Linked DNA regions of Mus musculus: region 2 is linked to region 1. Evidence: chromatin contacts called from public promoter capture Hi-C data. All regions are on one chromosome and are shown on one strand. Each heading gives the region's core, a stretch centred on a gene start, on an enhancer-like site or on the middle of the called end of the contact. The rest is flanking DNA. Distances are from core to core; before and after follow the strand shown.

Region 1 (4,059 bases), core at 1,157-3,656:
GAAACTAGGAAAGGGGATAACATTTGAAATAAAAAATCTAATAAAAAATAAACTAAGTCTGTACAAGAGAGAGAGAGAGAAGGAAAGAGAGAGAGAGAGAAAGAAAAGAAAAGAAAAAGAAAAAGAAAAAAAGAAAGATAGATACTGACACAACAGGCGAAATGCAAAAATCTTCTAACCCATAACATCTAGGAAGTCCAGGACACAATGAGAAGACCAAACCTAAGGATAATAGGTATAGAAGAGAATGGAGATTCCCAACTTAAAGGGCCAGTAAATATCTGCAAAAAATTTAGAGAAGAAAAGTTCCCCAACCTAAAGAGAGAGAGATGCCCATGAACATACAAGAAGCCTACAAAACTCCAAATAGACTGGACCAGAAAAGAAATTCCTCCTGTCATACAATAGTCAAAACACCAAATGCACAAAACAATATTAAAAGCGGTAAAGTAAAAAGGTCAAGTTACATATAAAGGCAGACCTATCAGTATTACACCAGACTTTACATCAGAGACTATGAAAGCCAGAAGATCCTGGGCAGATGGTATATAGACCCTAAAAGAACACAAATGCCAGCTTAGGCTACAATACCCAGAAAAACTCTCAATTACCATAGATGGAGAAACCAAGATATTCTATGACAAAACCAAATTTACACAATATCTCTCCACAAATCCAGCCCTACAAAGGATAATAGATGGAAAACTCCAACATAAGGAGGGAAACTATACCCTAGAAAAAGAAAGTAATTGACTTTCAACAAACCCAAAAGAAGATAGCCACACAAACATAATTCTACCTCTAACAACAAAAATAACAGGAAGCAACAATCACTATCATTTAATATTTAATATCTTAACATCAATGGACTCAATTCCCCAATAAAAAAACATAGAACAACAGACTGGATACACAAACAGGACCCAACATTTGCTGCATACAGTAAAGGCACCTCAGTGACAAAGACAGACACTGCCTCAGAGCATGAGGCTGGAAAACAACTTTCCAAGCAAGTGGTCCCAAGAGACAAGCTCTAATGTCAAGCCACTCTAATGTTGAGTAAAATGGGCTTTCAACCAAGTTATCTATAAAGGTAAGGACACTTCATACTCAAAGAAAAATCTACCAAGATTAACTCTTAATTCTGAACATCTATTCTACTTCATGAAATTCGCAGGCAAATGGCTGGATCTAGAAGATAACATTCTGAGTGAGGTAACTCAGTCACAAAAGAACACACATGGTACGCACTGATAAGTGGATATTAGGCAAAGACCGTGGAATAACCATAATACAACTAACACATGAAGCTCAAGAGGAAGGAAGACCAAAAAGTGGATGCTTCAGTCCTACTTAGAGGAAACAATATAATCAAGGGAAGTTGAGGGTGGGAGGAACTTGGGAGGAAGAGAGGAGAGGAAAAAAAGAGGAGAAGTTTTGCTTAGAGCTCCAGCAGTTTGTCTACAGAGAGCTCAGGAGGCAGAGGAGCAGTTGGCAGAGGTTAAGTTAATCTCCTGGAGTCCACAGAATGCACCACAGGGTGGGTGCATGCATGACTCAACCACTCTATAGAGCTATGCAGAGGCAAAACAGTGGAAAGACCATGTGGAAGCCATTGCCACAGAATGGCTGAAAGATGAAGATCGAAACCAGAAGATGGCTTTATGCCAAAGGGGAGGTCAGAGTCAACTCTGGTAAGACTGAGAGTCAGATGTGGGCAGAGATCGAAAGGTCTAAGGGCAATAGTTCATGAACTGTGCAAAGTGGGGAAAAGTGGACAGGTCTGGGTTTACCTTAACAGGGATAGTCAAGGACACCATTTCTGGATCAGAGATTCAAATGAAGAACTCATTAAACAGCTGGACATGGAGTGCTAGTGAGCTGAAAAGAGTCATAGGCCAGAAGAAAACCACCTATCCAGAAGAATCACTGAATAAGTTAGGTTTTTAGCTCAGCCATTATGAAAGCCTAAGTTTAATGCTCATAAAGGTAGTATGAGCTGGGGAGTAGCCCTTAAAACTTAGGTAACAAGAAAGCAAGTCAGAGCAGGTAAAAAACCTTCAGGTATCGGGACATACAACACTATGGCCACCTTTTCTGACAGTTTAGGGACGTTGTAGTTATGTCTTGGCTCAAAGATAATAGAGCTGAGCCCTGCATTGCACAGACATAAGAGCCTTGTCTGAAAAGAGGATCAGAGCTGGACTCCAAGACCAAATACTGAGGAGAATAATGTGAATGACTGGAAAACCTGGTCTACCAGACATCTGGGTCTTTGTTGCAGCATGAAAATGATCCATTTATGGGGAGTAGCTGCCAACTGGACAAACCTGACCTCAGAACCACAGGGCTCTGTGCAGGGCTGTCCTCCAAGCAGCTAGGCTCCTAACCTAAAATCTGCCATGATCTGGCATTCGGTTACATAAAACATAGTGCTAATCCAAGTCCCATGCCTTGGGGAATAAGTAGATCCTACCTGTTCTGCTACTGCACTATTAGGACAGAAGGTGGCCAGTGTCTGCTGGCCTCTAGTAACTATTTCCAAGTATGAAGATAATCTCTTTAAATTCATGAACTCCTGAAATGAAGACATTGAAAAGATCTCTGAGTTTGGAGAAGGATGCTGTACAAGTAAAGCTGCCATGACTGTTTCATAATAGCATTCAAGGAAGAAACAGTTCAGGGGTGGACAGTCCAGGAATCTGGTTAATTGTGAATCATTATGGGAATGCAGCATTGGAAATACCTATGAATGTTTTTGCAAAGGTGTAACTGACGAAGAAAGACTTTCAGTGAATGTGTGGACACCATCCCGTGGTTACCTGGACTGAACGGAAAGGAGAAAGCAAGCTGAACACAAGGGGTCTGTTTCGTGACCAGGCCGTCATGGACTTGTTCCCCTAAACTCTAAGCCAAATAAGCTCTCTCCCAAGGTTGCCCCTTGTCAAGGAAGTAACTAATAAACTTACTAAACTTGTACCATATTGCTATGCTCCATTTTGAAATGAAAAGTTACTGGTGATAATATATAAACAAACAAAATCAAGTTAATTCAAATAAATATCCTTTATTAAAGAAAAAAAGGAATATTGTTAAGCACCAAAACTGTGTGTTGTTACATTGCATGTACAATAAGAAAGGTGAGTGCAACACTGGATGAGCAAGTACTTAACTCTGAAGTCAGGAGTGTGAAATGTAAAAAAGCAGCAACTACGATGCAGAAAGGCTGCACTAAGGAGAAGGCGACAGTCAAAACAGTGATTGGAGATTTCATAGTATTGCTATAAATGCCTGCTTAGTAGTTTCCTTATACTTGTAATACTTAAGTGTTAATTGAGCATATTTACGTATATAAATTTGCAAGAGATGGCATTTATAGTATGCTGTGGACAATCCACTTAATGTCATGGTGGGAATGCCATCTGTAAAGCCAAGCATAGTGCATAGTGTTTTGCCTTTATAACATTGCACAAAGCAAGTAATGGTGAGTCAGTCTGCCATTGTAGTCTTCATTTACCCACAACTGGGTAAAATGACAAAAGTGTCAGTTTATGTAGCCCCAGTGGGCTTTACTCATGCAAACTGACCTGCATCCTTCCGTTTCTCATTAAACTACATATTATGGTCTCACACTTGGCAGTGCATACAGTACAGAGAGAGATTCAACAAGGCAGTGGGGACTGTGTCGAAAACATTGTAAGAAACTGCTATAGGATGCAACCCTTGTTACATCACACAAAATAAGGGGAAACCACAGGAAAGGGAAATGCCACCGGTAACTGCAAAGACTTCATAGGAAAGACAAAGGAATTTGCATGGAGAAACCTAAAATGCCGCATTACACCCCTTGACAGTTAACTATACAACATGCAAGAAAAAATGTTTTCTCCTGTTAAAACTCAACTCTAACACCCATGCCTTTAGTTTTTAAACATTTCATTGTCTTCCCTACTCATTTCCAATACCCTAAATTGGGCCACTGTTAACTATAAGTGAATCTACAAAAAAAAAAAAAAAAGAAACTTCCCCTTGCTCTCAAAACAAGTGATTCTCTGAGGG
Region 2 (4,059 bases), core at 1,133-3,632, 210 kb after region 1:
TATAAATTAATAAATATATGCATGTGATGGGGATATATAGATATATATCATATATAATATAAATATGTCACACAAACAATAGTCCTATAAATAGCTATGACTCACTTCCAGTGCAAATAGTGACACAGTGGCAATTAACGTATCTCATTGAACACAATTTCAAGTTTAGTACACGATATTTTAGCACACAGCATAGCCAGGAATCTGATCTTTGGAAATAGGGGTAGTTTCCTTATCATGGTAATCATGTTGTGAAGTGATTATGTCAGCATACACTTAGATTCTACTAGCTTTTAATTCCCTAAATCTCAGAATTTTTTTTGTTTGTTTCTAAATTAAACAGTGGGATGCACTATGAAAAGCTTTGTGTGTGTGTGTATGTAAATTATTAAAAGAACATATTTAACATCAGCTTATTCTTTTAAAGCATATATTTGCCTGGACAACTAGCAGAATGTATATCAAAATGTTGCAGATGCTGTTCTTTTTATTTTATCCAGATTTTATTTTGCAATTAATAAGTGTCCTTGTCATATCTTTTAAATGCATACTATAGCCCTAGGTTTTTTTAATTTTTTTTTTTTTTTTTGGTTTTTTTGAGACAGGGTTTCTCTGTATAGCTGTAGCCCTCGTTTTTGTTTGTTTGTTTGTTTGTTTTTCGAGACAGGGTTTCCCTGTGTAGCCCTGGCTGTCCTGGAACTCACTTTGTAGACCAGGCTGGCCTTGAACTCAGAAATCCACCAGTCTCTGCCTCCCAAGTGCTAGGATTAAAGGTGTGCGCCACTACGCCCGGCCTAGCCCTCGTTTTTTAACATTTATATGGAAACAGAGGTATTGGGGAGGTGCCCTTATGCCACTCAATTCTGTTCTTGATAATTCTCTAAAAATTCCCCCATCTTGCCCCTCCCCCCACTGTATTGTGTTTTCAGACATTGTAGCACTGTGTAGCCTAGACTGGTCTTGAACTCTGAACCTCTTGCCTCTTTCTCCTGAGTGCTGGGATTTCATCCATGCCCCATCAGCCCCTAGTAGAGAGGCTGGTGACATTTGTAAACTTGAATTTGGGAAGTGGATTAGAATCCATGGTTTTACAAATGGGATCAAAGAAGAGGTGTGTGTGTGTGTGTGTGTGGTGTGATAAGCCATCTTTGTAGTCTTCAGGGGACATCATTTAGTAAATCTATGGACTGGCAGTAATTGAAACCTTACTTGACTCACATACCCTTCTCACACACTGGCATGAAGTCTCCCTCAGGGGCATGGTGTTTACATTTTAACAGGGTTAGCTTTCTTCCTCCCCCTCCCATAGATGTCTTTTTGAATTGGTGTTTGTCCCTTTACAAACTGGGCACACTCAGGTGGTTCCCCAGCAGGGGAGAACTGAGGGTTATGGTCAGCCTGGCTCCATCTGTCTCCCAGCCACCTCCTGAGGTCTTGTGTGCCTGGGTTTGATATCAGATCCAAGTATATTATCCCCATCTATGCCTACATCCCCTAACACAGAAGGTCAGATTTGGACTGACCTCCTGGGTCCAGCAGGCATTTTGTTTTTTTAGAATTCTGTGAACAGTCCTTCCTCAGCGTCTTAAAACCATTCTACTTATTTGTTTCTGAAACCGTAAGGCAATCGGGCCGGCTCTGCAGCTGCCTGCCCCTCCTGCACCCGGCAAGCCACCAGCCAGAGCCAACTCCCACTGTGGGAAATTGCACCCCTGGATCCATGAGCAGCTTCTCTGGGATATTTCTCTGGTCTTTAGGGGTGCTGCACTCATGAAGGGTTGAGTCTGATGGGCTGAAGGGAGCACCCTGACATCCAAAGTGGCTGTCTTGTGCCTTGTGTCACTCCACAGATAGGTCCAAGGTGGAGCCAGAAGTGCAGGAGGGCCAGAGACCATATAGAATACACTATTGTTAGAAGAAACCCCCAGTCAGAACTCAAAGTTCTGAGTGCCCCTTTTGACCTAACACTGCCAACTAGAAGGATGCTGGGCCACAGCCAGGCTCCAAGCACCTCTCTGCGCTTGCTGACATTGGGGGTACCCAGCTGATGGTGTATTGAGAGCTCTCTCCGGCTCCCTGCACACTCACCTTCTTGGCCTTCTTGCCAGCAACTGGTGCCATCTTTCCGGTGTAGTGAGTGGCGCTGAACACAGCTGCGGATTGGAGGGTAGCTGTTCCCAGCAAAGTCTGTGCTGCTGGGCCGCTGCTGGTCTCTTTATACAGCAGCTAGAGTTCCCTAGCCTTGGCCAGGTCCAACACATGGCCTCAGGCAGGGAACACGCCCACCAGCCTTTGAATTAGGCCAGGGGCTAGCTGGGAAGCTGCCTGTGGGAGGAGAAGTCGAGATTGGTCTCCTAGATGGGTGGAAACGCGAAGTTAAGATAAGAAAAAAATACTGAGGTCGCTGCTAGCTCGTCTGCACACTGACCTTTGTCCAATAGCAGGCCTCTGACCTTGATCTGGGGTCAGGTATCCATGACCCACTTAAGCTGCCAGACCATACCCCCAAGAATTCCACTCAGTGACCAAATATTTGACAAAGGCGAAGATACAAGATCATTGCATGAGGATGCGATGCCCGGCAAGAACTTGGCACAGAGTGTAAACTGCATGACCTACATCTGGCACAAGTAACATAACTTGCCCTTTGCAGAAGCGCTCAGTGCCAATCCTCCAAGTAGTGGGTTTGTTCTCAGTGACCTTACAGGCAGGCTTTTGGCGGTTTCTGGTAACCGTGGCACCATCTAACAAGCACAGTGTCTAACAAGTAAAAGGCAAAATGGAAAAGATCCTGAAGATCTTAAAGCTCCACATGAAAAACCAAAGCGAAGCAAACCCCAGAGGAACCAGAAGCAGCCTCCAGTGCAGTGGAGCGCAGCGGACTGCTGATGTAAAAAGGTGTTTAACCTTTGGCGATTCATGATAATTCCCTAAATATTTAAAAAAAAAACACGATGATATAAAAACACTAGAGATCTCACCTACAAAAACTGCCCAACATATTAGTAAATACTTAAAGACAACAAATAAGCACTGGAGGCTATTTTCCTCCTGCGGAACAATGGTCTCAATTGCACACATGCAGAAGAAATTACAGTAGCAGACAACACATTGGTAAAAGTTTAAAGTGATGTATGAATGATATACAATGAGACAGCTTTTTTACAAGTCCATTTCCCTCTGATAAATATGTAAAAACTTAAAAATGGAAAAAAAGAGAGAAAAGATATATTGAAATTAATTCAAGTGACAGACAATATTTTACTGCCCCTCCCGCCACCCCCATCCATCAACCCTATACACTATCAGGAGTCTGGAAGAACGAGGTACATTCACAGTACATTAATGCCATCTTTGGCAGGGTCCACATCTTCCCCCACTAATGTCCTGGAGAAGCTAAGTAAGTAATAGTTAATGAATGCCCTTGCTGTCTATAGCAGTAATAGCCGATATTGGTGCACTACACTGGGGACTCCAGGCACTAGAGGGCTTTACCTGGGTTTACACACATATCCAGACCCTACAAAACAGTGGGGATTTTAAACTAGTAGCTTTGGGCTAGAAGGATAGCTCAGTGGTTACGAGCACTAGCGGTTCTTCCAGAGGACTCGGGTTTGATACCCAGCACTCACATGGCAGCTCACAACTGTCTGCAACTCCAGTTCCAGGGGATCTGATATCCTCCCCTCACACAGACATATATGCAGGCAAAATGGCAATGCACAAACAAACAAAACCTAGTAGATTTAAATTGGAAACAAATCATGAAGTTTTAGTAAATAATATAATCATACAGCAATTAAAAAAAAAAAAGATTGTCCTAGCTGCTGTTGCAAATTCAAGTCCTTGCTCTGGATAAAACCATCTTTAAAAAAAAAAGAAGACTTAGAATTATGTATATGAGCATGCATGTGTGCACACAAGTGCAGGTGACCGTGAAGAACCAGTCACATATCAGATGCCCTGGAGCTTTAGAGAATCCAAGCCAAGTCCTCTGGAAAAGCAGGGGGTGCTCTTCCCTGCTGAGCCATCTTTCCTAGCCCAGGAAATAACTACTCT

What was found. Promoter capture Hi-C pulls out the DNA fragments that hold promoters and counts their contacts.
Region 2: a promoter capture Hi-C map of liver shows a contact between it and region 1, with 2.4 times the contacts expected there. The contact joins the promoter of Bhmt here to the enhancer-like site in region 1. A contact is called at or near these places in 2 of 39 promoter capture datasets (both in liver), 1 of 484 Hi-C or Micro-C datasets (nephron progenitors), 2 of 115 datasets of contacts at active chromatin or transcription factors (regulatory T cells and thymic regulatory T cells) and 1 of 9 other capture datasets (adipose tissue).

The regions. Positions count from the first base shown.
Region 1 is chr13:93,427,050-93,431,108 of GRCm38.p6, forward strand. It overlaps Jmy (junction-mediating and regulatory protein), which reads right to left. Exons shown (of 11, transcript NM_021310.3): 11 at 3,048-4,059. Among named protein-coding and RNA genes, the nearest start is that of Gm6109, 19 kb to the right of the region's middle. Within about 2 kb of position 2,407, at least 25 of the 459 cell types and tissues checked have an H3K27ac peak or open chromatin away from gene starts, as enhancers often do. A contact at or near this core is called in liver, where this site is marked.
Region 2 is chr13:93,635,376-93,639,434 of GRCm38.p6, forward strand. Bhmt (betaine-homocysteine methyltransferase) reads right to left here and starts at 2,383. Exons shown (of 8, transcript NM_016668.3): 1 at 2,089-2,383. The coding sequence starts at 2,121.